2 separate regions of the Mus musculus genome follow, and region 1 is linked to region 2. Evidence: chromatin contacts called from public Hi-C data. All regions are on one chromosome and are shown on one strand. Each heading gives the region's core, a stretch centred on a gene start, on an enhancer-like site or on the middle of the called end of the contact. The rest is flanking DNA. Distances are from core to core; before and after follow the strand shown. Region 1 overlaps Mbnl2 (muscleblind like splicing factor 2). Region 2 has its middle 57 kb from the start of Mbnl2.

Evidence for each region. A called contact is a pair of places that touch in the nucleus more often than the background predicts.
Region 1: a contact with region 2 is called in a Hi-C map of muscle stem cells, with 1.8 times the contacts expected there. The contact joins two enhancer-like sites. A contact is called at or near these places in 2 of 484 Hi-C or Micro-C datasets (the N1E-115 cell line and muscle stem cells), 3 of 115 datasets of contacts at active chromatin or transcription factors (T-cell acute lymphoblastic leukemia and embryonic stem cells) and 2 of 9 other capture datasets (adipose tissue and liver).

What each region holds. Positions count from the first base shown.
Region 1 is chr14:120,370,641-120,376,461 of GRCm38.p6, forward strand. All of the region lies in intron 2 of Mbnl2 (muscleblind like splicing factor 2), which reads left to right. Gm26679 (a long non-coding RNA gene) reads right to left here. Exons shown (of 3, transcript XR_003951152.1): 2 at 1-5,821. Among named protein-coding and RNA genes, the nearest start is that of Gm26679, 15 kb to the right of the region's middle. Within about 2 kb of position 3,186, at least 81 of the 459 cell types and tissues checked have an H3K27ac peak or open chromatin away from gene starts, as enhancers often do. A contact at or near this core is called in muscle stem cells, where this site is marked.
Region 2 is chr14:120,215,277-120,221,110 of GRCm38.p6, forward strand. No RefSeq gene overlaps it. Among named protein-coding and RNA genes, the nearest start is that of Mbnl2, 57 kb to the right of the region's middle. Within about 2 kb of position 4,390, at least 5 of the 459 cell types and tissues checked have an H3K27ac peak or open chromatin away from gene starts, as enhancers often do. A contact at or near this core is called in muscle stem cells, where this site is marked.

The sequences.
Region 1 (5,821 bases), core at 1,936-4,435, 150 kb after region 2:
CATTGTGCCTGGCGTTTCAACACTCTGAATCTTACTTACCATTTCATGGCATAGTGTATGGCACATGATAGGGTTAGCATGTTCTCGTGGGAAGGGGGAAGGAAGAAGTCCATTGGTGACCTTCACTGCATGAGGTCGGCTTCAGCGCTGTGGTCTCTGCAAATGAAGGAGCAAAAGAGGGCTCCCCTCCCCCACAGCAAGATCCCTGGAGCCATGCTGTGAATATTTCATGCACCCTTCTTCACCACCACCCCCCCCCCCCCCCGGCACTGCACACATTTATGAGCACTGCGCCAGAAAAAAAAGCCATGCGTCGCCACTAGACAGACAGGTCGCTACTAGACAGGTTTCTTGTTAGGTTGATAGGTATCGTGGTCTACACTAACAAACACCCCACATGACTCAGAAGACACGTACATTTTAGTTGAAAAAAAAAAAATAGAAGTGGGAAAATTTTCAAAGGAGGCAATTGTTGCCCGGAAATTTGTTTCCCTGAATCTCCAGAGAACTCGGGCGTTATTTTTGGTTTTACTGATTTCTCCAGACTGGCAGGTTTCCAGTTCTAACTTATAAAATGAGGAGGAGGAGGAGGAAGAGGAGGAGGAGGAGGAGGGGGAGAGGAGGGGAGGAGGAGGAGGAGGAGCTCGACAGTCAAGGCAACAGTGAATGCTCTTCCCCACCATGAGGCAACACAGTGTGGGAAGCCAAAGCCGCCAGGCAGTCACAATTTATTTCAAGGACCTGTGCTCACATAGGCTTTGAGATGGCAGATGCAAGTGCTTTGACTCCTACCTTTCTTCTCCATTTATTATTTTTAATTCATTTACCTAAAATTGTCACGAAAATAAAGGCATGTGCCAACACCACTAGTCTCCAACGAGGCGGGCAGTTCCTTGGCATTCAGTGAATCTGCCACAGCCTTCCTGAAGAGCACACCCTAGACCCGCAGCCTCCATTTCCCCCAGCCCTCTAGCACGGATATCTGCCCTAAACGCAGCTGCAGAGAAGCAGCAATGTCAGTCTGCTCTCTCCAGGTTAGTGCCTCAGCCCTATGGAGCACCTTGGTTGTATACCACAGTTGGTATAGGCGGGAAAATGACACCTGTACGGCTTTCTGGGCTGAAAAAGCAGCAGGTTGCACACACCTATGTGTCCCCAAGGGCAGCAGGTGCACACACCTATGTGTCCCCAAGGGCAGCAGGTGCACACACCTATGTGTCCCCAAGGGCAGCAGGTGCACACACCTATGTGTCCCCAAGGGCAGCAGGTGCACACACCTATGTGTCCCCAAGGGCAGCAGATGCACACACCTATGTGTGTTCCCAAGGGCAGTAGGTGCACTCTGTTGCTAATCTTCCTCAGAGCTTCCTGCCTATTTCTTCCACACCTGAGAAGTGGCATAGGAAGAGGAGCATGCCCCAGAAGAGAGACACCTGCAGCTATACCATGCTAATATCTTTAACAAGTATAACAGTTTTGCTATTTACCCGGAAATTAGTGCATATACGGTCTATACAAGATGAATGGTCGTATCAATTGAACCAAGTAATGAGCAGAGAGGACCTTTCTTAGATTTGTACACTATGCCTGCGACGTGGAACATTTTCCCTTTTGGTGGAAGATCTGGTTATCATTTACTCCCAAGCCTCCAGCGTCCTTCTGGCTGCAGCCCCCTTGTGTGTTTGTGTTTTATCTGCTGTGTTGTGTGGTTGGAGCTAATAATATAAGAACTCATGTGGCTCAATTAGTTTATTTAAATTCAAAACAAAGCTAAAAGCCTGATGTGTCAGTTGCCTTCAGCAGAGCTGTTTGGGGCCCATTGTTAATGTTGTGAATTAAGTTCTGATGTAAGTAACCAAGCCACTCCCCACACTCTTACTTGCAAGAGTTCCAGGCAGATGTTAAGGTCAACCCACCTGACTCTGATCCCTAAGAATAATGAACCTGTAAAAATGTAGCTTCCCTTTCACATCACAGCCAGTTTCCCACCCCATGCTACCTCTGCCTCACAGACCTTGACAAGAGTTTGAAATGACGGGGAAACTGAGGCTGCAAACATCTGGCCCAGCCAGCCAGTCGAGCCTCTTTGAAATTACCTGCTGAGCTACTTGCAGTACAAGGATCGAGATGGTGATAGTCTGTCAGATGAGGGGTTTCAGTTCTGAGCCACTGTACTGTCAGCCCTTAATAAACAAACCCTCCTAGTCCTAATTAGTTTGAACTCAGTCCTCACACCTGGCTAGACCAACTTCTCATAGCAGACGTCCTCAAAGTCACCTTTTACTGTAACTGTTGTTTTATGTGGCTTCTTGCTTTCACCAGATTGGGACGATTCAAGAACATAGATTTAGAAAAACAGTACTCAGCCTTTTATGTATATTTTTGGAGCAACTTCTGCTGTCCCTCAGGCTCTAACAACTGTTAGAAGACATTGACACCATAGAGTAGAATTGCTCTCATTTCATAGATGAGAAAACCAAGACATAGGCTTTATAAGGTACCAGTAAAAGTTCCCACGGCCATCTGGGGAGAAAGCCACAATCAGGACTTTCCAACTGTAACACTAACTGCTTTAACTCTGGGTGAGTCACGCCGTGTGAGCCAGCCCTGGCAAGTCTCGGCAGAGGAGACAGATATTAAAGACAGACAGATCTAAGGCTCTTTGAAAAGATAAATATCCAAAGTTGGCACCTGGTGTGAGAATAGGAGTAACGAAGGGTTAAAGAGCTTGATGCACAGCCCAGACAGAATCCCAGCTGTGGAGAAACTATGCGTGCAGTAGAGCACCATTTTAAAATATATATCATTACCCATTGAGTAAAGAAGGGGTTAATTGTGATGCTGATGGTAATTATTATAATAAAGCTTAGATAGTGCTTGCTATGTGCCAACTTTTTGTCTTTGTGCCAACTAAAGCATTTTGTATGAATTAACTTCAAATTCTTGTTGAGAAGCTATGAAGTCTAGCAACAGTATCTGCATCTGCCTATGGAACTAATGGAAGCAGGATTTCACACTTCCTAAGTGCCCCCAGCAACAAGAGGAGATCTGGACGGGAAAACCTAGTGGTATGGTTCCTGGTCTGGGTCTATTCTTAATCTTTAATTTAAACTACTTCTCCAGGCCACATACGGAACTCAGGAATGTAACCCTGGGTGGGGGCAAACTTCCTGACTGCAGGTTTCTGGAAGCTTGTGGAATGCCTGGAATCTGAGAGGCTCCCTTAGCTATCCCATGCCCATCAGCTGGGTCCAGGACATTCAGCTTCCCCAGGAACTAGTTCCATGGCCCACAGTGAACTCTAGATGTAAGAATGTCTCCAGTGACTACTCCGAGAGCACATACCGTCTCTCCTGATGGCTGCCTTCTGCGCTGCCTGCCCCCAGCCTCATCCTTGCCCGTTGAGAGTTCTGTGACCAGGCAAGGCTAGGAGAGGTGGAAGAACAGCTTTGGGAGCTAAAGCTCACCAGGAGTCCGTCTCCCAGAGAACCTTCTCAGAATCTATGGCCCATCATGGGAACGAGGCAAACGCTGTTTCTGTTACCTTCCAACTGCAGATCCACCAACACAGGGAGAGCGCTGTGGCAACATCTGCTAGTTCATATAGACAGAAGCGCCTGTCGTTGAGAGACAATTCTTTAGTCCTTAGTTTATTCCTTCTTGCTTCCATATTCCAGTTGACTTTCTCAATGAGGAGCATGCTGGGGAAAGATTCTAAAAACAACTTGTTTTTTTTTTAAAGGCAATTTAAAGGAAAAAAAGAGAAAACAACCCTTTTCTGTTATGCTCTTTCTTACTCTAACCTGATTCTGTAGTCTTCTTTTCTTTGCTAAAGCTACAATTTTTCCATTCCCTGCCATATAACTCAATGACCATCCAACTCTGATGAGCTCAAGGCTGTTGTTCTGCAAAGACACGGTACACTCATTTGGTATCTTAACTCACTCTGTTGCGGGTGGGCATGGGTTCTCCATATTGAAACCCACCAAGGTTGCTTATTTTAATAAATTCAGTTCTGCTGGAAATTTAAACTTCATCCTAACCACCATCCCTAATCTAAACCTACCTGGTTGCTTGGGAATGTAGACTAAGCCACACAGACCCAGAATCAGAATTCTGCCAGGACTTTTAAGCAAGTCATACAGACAACAATAAAATTGGTAATGTGGCATTGGAAGGGAATGGTGGCACCTAACGGACTGCCACGCGTGAAGCAGACGTGTTAGTCTCTTCATGCAACAGTGAAGACCATCCGTGTCCCTAACTTCAGTCTCGCTGTTCTCTGTGTCTGCCTTCTACCCACTGCTTCCTGCTTCATCTTTTCTCACCTCCCCAACTCCCACTCATGCTCACGCTGGGCTCCAGCTTGGGAAGCCACATGCAAGTTCCCAGATGGAATGTGCTTCTTCCCCATGGCGTATTCCTTTCCTCTGGCGTCCTTATATCTTCCTCCCCCAACACACGTACCGACTCACCACACACAGACTAGATACACGTGAGCATTCCAAACACAACACATATAACCGCATGCCATGTGTACCGTACAGCCAACATATGTGTACGACTCACACAGTCCATCAAACACACACACACTTTGGCCTTTCAGTTCTCAGTTTAGAGAACACTTGTCATATCTGGCCCTCTCTTCAGCAGTTCCTCAGCATCCCCTCTAGAACACATCTCATAATGTGCAATACACAAATTTTGGTCAGCATTCTCTTTACCACCAGCCCACAGGCTTCATGCAGACAGTGTATGGTGTTCATGCTTACCTTTGGCAAGCACTAGGCATAATATTTAATAGTAAATAGCAGTTGAGTGGATCCACGACTTGGCCTGGAACCCAACAGCCATCTCCCATCCCTGCACCTGTCAGGCCCCCCTCACAAGAAGTGAAAGATGCTTAGAGCTGTGAGTTTCTGGCTCCAAATTAGTCCTTACTGTGACCCTGCTTCATGGACCTCAGCCTAGGCTCCGACTTCCAGTTACTGTAAGGCCCTCCAAGAGCCCTGAGTGGTGTGCCCCCAACTCTATCCTACACTGCTTTCCCAGGGCTGGGCCTTGCTTCCTGCGTCCCCCAAGAAACGTCTCTACCAAGAAGCAAAAGAGAAGAGACATTAAAATGAAGGAAAACAATAAATGATCCCCAGCAGCCACAGGAAGAATTGCCAGTACTTTTTTTGTGTCTGTTTCTTGGGCTACCCTCAGGAGACGCTGTCTGTGTGCCTCCGCTTTTTGCTTCATGGTGGTCTATGGAGACAGACACTAGAATCTTCACGCTGCCTGTGTCAGTCAGTTGTCACAACTTGCTTTGATAATCAACAGTTGTTTTGTGCAAGAATGCATGTCCTGAGAAGTCTCGGGCCTTCACGAGAATTTTTCTACGAACTGTTCACGGTGTCAGATAGCTTTTTCCTTTAGGATTTTAATCCTGTCGGGTCTTTTAAATGAGATTCTGTTTCCTCGAGTCTCACAGTGCTGGACTGAGATGTCCACAGAAAACATTCCTTAAAACCCTGATGCCAGAGTGAGCTACAGTCCACACTGTTTATCTAAGGACAGTTGCAAAAAGACACTCCATTGAACGGAAACCAACCCCAGACATGATATATGAATAATAACAATAACCCCAGACATGACATATGAGTAATAACCATCAACTAGTCTTTATCGTGCTTTGATGCACCAGCTTACCCCACCGGAGAAGCGAAGAGCGGTTGAGAATAGTAGTGAATACTTACTCTAGACAAAATACCATATACACGTGCATGTTCTTCATACTCCTTGTATTTCTCAGAATTTCCTGTATACCAGACAGCTC
Region 2 (5,834 bases), core at 3,140-5,639:
ATGTGGGCAGGGGTCATTGAGAGTGATGACTACTTCTAGTCCTAAAGCTCCCTGCTCCCTGATTCACCAAGAAGTAAAGACCCCAACCACAGGCTTCTACCACCATGTTTTTTTCCTCCCTGGCAGCCTGAAACATTAAATCTATGTGTGTTTCTTCACTTAAGTTGCTTTAGCAGATAGTTTATCAAGGAGAAGAGACATACAGTAAATATACTTAGAAACACAACGGTAGGTAGCAACGTCAATGAGGAAGGTCTATGTGATGCTGGGAAGTCAGGTCTTGGAGGTGGACAATTGCGTGTGTCCTTATTTGTCCTTGAGCCAGCATACTTTTTTAAAGCTTGGTACATGGATTGCTTTGATTAAAAATAAATAATTGAAGATTGTCCTGGGTGACTTTTAACTGCCAGCTTGACATAGCCTAAATCCAACTGTAGTGCCAGGTTAATGTTAGTGATACCCAAAAAAAAAAACCAGACAGGAGCCAATCTGATACAACTCACAGCAGGAACTTCATTCTATTTGAGCTAGCTTGGGCCCCCACAACCCACCACCATCACGCAGGATGGTTTTGGTGGAGAGAGGAGTCCCGAATGTCTATCAGGACAAGGCTTTGTAGTAAGAAGCAAGCAGGGAGTATGTGTGCAAGCATCTAACTGGAAAGCTGCTGTGGCCTTTAGCATATTTGCTCGGTGCTGGGAGTCATATCATAAACTTAATTTCCGTTCTCCTCTGCATTGTTGGTCGTTATGCAGGAAGTGGACTTGTAACCCAGGTTTGTTGATGGAATGACCTGGAAACACTGGTGTTGTGGATTAGCCTAGAGACTGGAGCTAGGCTTGGGTTTGTTGAGGTAGGAAACTTGGAAACTAATTTTAGGTACCAGCCTGTTAGTTTACCTGAGTTTAAACTTAGGTCAGGTTCTCTAAAATGGAGTCTGAACTTAAAAAGATTTGGCATCTCTAGCAGATGATGGTGGTGCACTCCTTTAATAATAAGCACTTGAAAGGCAGAGGCAGGCAGATTTCTGAGTTTGAGGCCAGCCTGGTCTACAGAGTGAGTTCCAGGACAGCCCGACCTATACAGAGAAACCCTGTCTCAAAAAAGATTTGGCATCTCACAACTAAGAGGAAAGCCCCCAACGAAATAATTTCCTAGATCAGTGTGGACTGTGGACATGTGTGGGGGGACTGTTTTGGTTATTAATTGATGTAGAAAGGCCCAGCCTACTGTGGGCAGCTCCATTCCCTAGGCAGATGTATACTAGGCAATCCAGCATAAATCTGTCTACAAGGCAGCAACGAGCGTCCTCCACAGTTTCTGTCTCATTCCTTTTTTGGCTATGAAGTGAGTTCCTTGGTCACAGGTAACGCTGTGTGGAAGAGCAACCAATCTCGCCTTGAGTTCCTCCCTTGACTTCCATGCCCGAGGGACTGTCACCTGAAACTTGGAATTAAAATAAGCCTCTTTCCCAAGTTGCTTTCAGCCAGAGAATTTTATTACAGCAACAGAAATGAAACTAGAACAAAGACCTGATCACAGCCGCGAAGGGAACTCAAGCAGTAACTCACAAGCTAAGCACGCTGTAGTCACACCCATCTGAAGAGAACAGCATTTCCCTCAGAATTTGGCTTCTTCAAACTACTGTTCCCTTTATGGACTCACATCATCAGCACTGGCTACTTACAGCCTGAGCTAATCAAAGTCTGCTGGCTGATCTATCGTTACTGTTAGTGATCCATGATCCTCTCTTTTCTGATTTTACACTCTTTTCTGTCATCTTCTTTTTGGCTTAACTACCAGATTTTTTTCTATTCCCTTCCCCTCTGACCACTTCTCATCTCTGCACACCACCACTGAAAGGTCTGCTGCATTGAATTATTGTATAAATGCTGTCAGGGAGAGCCCTGTTAGGCTGAGGTAAGATGAGAGGATCTTCCCATTCTATTTCCCTAACCTAGGACATCTTCTGGACTGTGTGCTTGAGCTAGCCCAGCCTTCTCTTTCTGGACTGTGTGCTTGAGCTAGCCCAGCCTTCTCTCTGCTTCCTTGGACTTGGATCCTAGACGTCTCGCTTCCCCACTTGTTTTCACTTAGATCACCGGGTACCTTGAACTGTATCCTGATTCTCTGGACCTCTTAGTCATTTCTCTGTCTGGTCCTCCCTTCTCAGACAGGTGAGGACAGAAAGCCAACAGGGCTCACAACAGTTTGCCTTGGGCTGGTGAGAGAGAAGCTGACATGATGACCCAGGATTCCAGCTTGAATAATTATGAAGGAGATGGTCCTACTCAAAGAAAGAGTGGACATTGGACGGTACCTCGTGTAGGGGAGAGGTCACCCACTTTTGAGCTTGGGGCTTATGTGAGACATCAGAGTGATGGTTCCTAAGAAGACAGCTGGATGTACAATTTTTGAATGCAGTCTTGAGTTTTTAACCAAAAGCCCCCTGTGGAACAGCTTGCTCATTGCCAGAATCTATACGTGACGTTAAGAACCTCAGAGCTGTTATCTTTTAGATTTATGACTTAGAAACCCAAAGAAAGTTTCCCTCAGCCAGAAACAAAGCCTTGGCATGGAGGTGTTCTGTCTGGAGGATGTGGCCTTCACCAGCTTCTAGAGAGCACCTGCATTATGCCTTCAGTGGTCCCTGAATCCCTCCTTCACCTTCACAACCAGCAATACAATATAGTTCAGTGTATGTGATGCATTGCCTTTCTCTCTCTCTCTCTCCCTCTCTCTCTCCCTCTCTCTCTCCCTCTCCCCCTCTCCCTCCCTCTCTCTCTCTCTCCCTCCCTCTCCCTCTCCCTCTCTCTCTCTCTGTATATATATATATATGTGTGTGTGTGTATGTGTGTATATGTATATATAAATATATAAATGTACATACTTTTTTGTTATTGTTGTTTTTTTCCCGAGACAAGGTTTCTCTGTATAGCCCTGGCTGTCCTGGAACTCACTCTGTAGACCAGGCTGGCCTCAAACTCAGAAATCTGCCTGCCTCTGCCTCCCGATTGCTGGGATTAAAGGTGTGCACCACCACTCCCGGCATAAATGTACATACTTTACATACATACATACATATACACACATATACATACATATACACACATACATATATGCATTCATATACACACATACATACACATACACACATGCATACACACATATACACATTAACATCCATATGCCCATACATACATATACACATATGCATACATACACATGCATACACGTATACATACACATACATACATACACACATACACATATACACACATACATATAAATAAGCATACATACATATACACACATACATACATATACATGCACACATGTATACATACATACATACATACATACATACATACATTTCCCTTCCCCCATCCCTTTCTTCTGTGACCCACCACTCTAATGTTTCCTTTGCATCATTGTGGTTTCAAATATCCTGTCTAGACAATACAAGATACACTGTCTCAAAAGCCTTCATTTAGCCATATCTGAAGGGTCTTCTTGCTGTGTAAGGCAATGTAGCCACAGCTTTCCTAGATAGACTGAGAGTATCTCTGAGGGAACTATTATCATGTGCACACATGGATGTAGATGTTTGTTGATGTGTGTTAAATGGGTAATGGGTGACTTCTGAGATATTTTTAATGAGATGTCCTTTTCTTCTTGTCTGACAAAAAGTCCCAGCAGGATCAGGAAGTAGCATGAGACCAGGAAAACGCTGGACTTTCTCGAATTCCTATGTGCCATGGTTACACCCAATAAGTTGTTTGTGCAGGTTTCATCTCCTGCCTCCGTGACTCTTCAATCTGCCCGCTGAGGCAGCTTGGGGCTCTGTGGTCTTAGACTGCACTGGGGGATAGAGAATTACTTTGATGGAGTAACACTTTTTCACAATCTGGTTGGCTCCAGCCCCTTGGAAGCCAGAAAAGATAGCAAAACAGAGTTACTGTCTCAACTGGTGTGGATAACCTTGACTCCGAGGCATAAAAAGTTGCTGCCACACCAATTTGGAAGGATAATGTAAGGATAGGTCCAGGCCTTACCCCAGCCAATGGGTGACTCATGCAACTTGAACTGCCCAGCAAAGATCTCATCAAAGTGAAATCAGAATGAGAGTGGCAGAGGGAAGTCACGGAATCTTAGCCTGCACCTGTTGGTCAGTCACAGCGATCACACACACACAGCTGGCACTCATTGTCCTCCGTTGCTGGGTATGGATTAAATATGCCATGTGGCTTGCCCCCATCTCTCTCTCTCTCTCTCTCTCTCTCTCTCTCTCTCTCACTCACTCACACAACACACCCAGGGTTAGCTCACAGGAGGAAATCTACCTGTGAGAGCTGATAATGGCCCCGAGGGAGGGGCAGCATCACCCAGGGAACATCGCTTTGAGATGTTTTCTTTTGCAGGTTAGTTCACTGATGTGTCAGAAGACTTAGGTGAGTCTACTGGGGACATTGACCTGTCAAGGCAGGGCTCAACAGACTGTAGGCTAATCAAGAACAAAGCTGAATGGAACAGCTTTCTGTAGCTGCTACTGTCAGCCTTCCCAGTAGACCATGGAGTCCTTCCTGGGAATAAGTCCCCTCTGTTACGTATTGGTCTTGGCAAGGGATCTCGGTTGATCTTGGAAAGGAGAACACAGGCCGGCAGACAGTAATAAAAAAGAAGGAAATAAGGAAGAAAGGAAGGAGGGAAGGGAAGGGAAGGGAAGGGAAGGGAAGGGAAGGGAAGGGAAGGGAAGGGAAGGGAAGAAAGGAAGGAAGGAAGGAAAGGAAGAAAGGAAGGAAGGAAAGAAAGAAAAGGAAGGAAGGCGAGAGAGAGAGAAGGAAGGAAGGAAGGAAGGAAGGAAGGAAGGAAGGAAGGAAGGAAAAGATGACAAATATAATTTGTAAGTTGCAAAAAGTAAAGGCATGTTTATTCCTATGTTTAGAACAAAATTAAGCACAAGGCTTTTATACTGTCAGTAAAAATACCCAACTCACTGTTATAGACTGAAAGTATATATAGTTTACCAAGAAATCACCGTACAGTCTCATCAGGCACGAATGTGGTACGGAAGTCAAATGTTGCAGATTCTGGCTTCTTTATCAACCTGTGTCATTCAGTAAGAAACTGAAGAAGGTTCACTATGAATGCCTCTTCCCGATTTTGACCCTTGCTCCACTTTCATCGTCTTGTCTCAGCCTCTCATTCCTTCCTCGAGGAGCGCTAATAGAGACTGAGGCAAATTTCATCTCTCATAATTATTCACAACGCAGCCACTATGTCGTTTCTCCCAGTTTCTTTTTTAAACCCCACTTCATTACAAGCACAAAGCAAGCAATCTTTCCATTCGGCCTAAGGTTTGGGTCTCCATTTGGGAGAAGCAGATTGGCAAACATCTTCTCTCCATCCCACTGGTCGCTCTTCTCTGGGCCTCCTCTACCCGCCAATCCACCCTGCCAAGTGCCCTGCAGACCGCAGACTCCTCCCTCTGCCCACATTGCCATTGTGTGGCCTCTTAAGCACACCTGCCTTTTTACTACTAGATAATTTCACACTCACAGTTGGGTCCACCTCAGAACGGACATCGGCCAGGTCCGACCAGAGGATAAGATGGACATCTTACACTGTGCCTTCAATTCCCCTTTATCCACTTCCTCCTTCCTGGCAATTTCCTTTTTGAGAGTGGATAACGTGCTTATCTGCTCTCCCATATCAGAAAGAGAGAATTACCACCCAACTCTTCGCATCATTGCCATTTTTTTAACCAATTTTTTTGGAGGTTAAGTGATTTGCATGAGCATGCTTGCAGGCAAGCAGGCTGGTTTTCCAGCTTG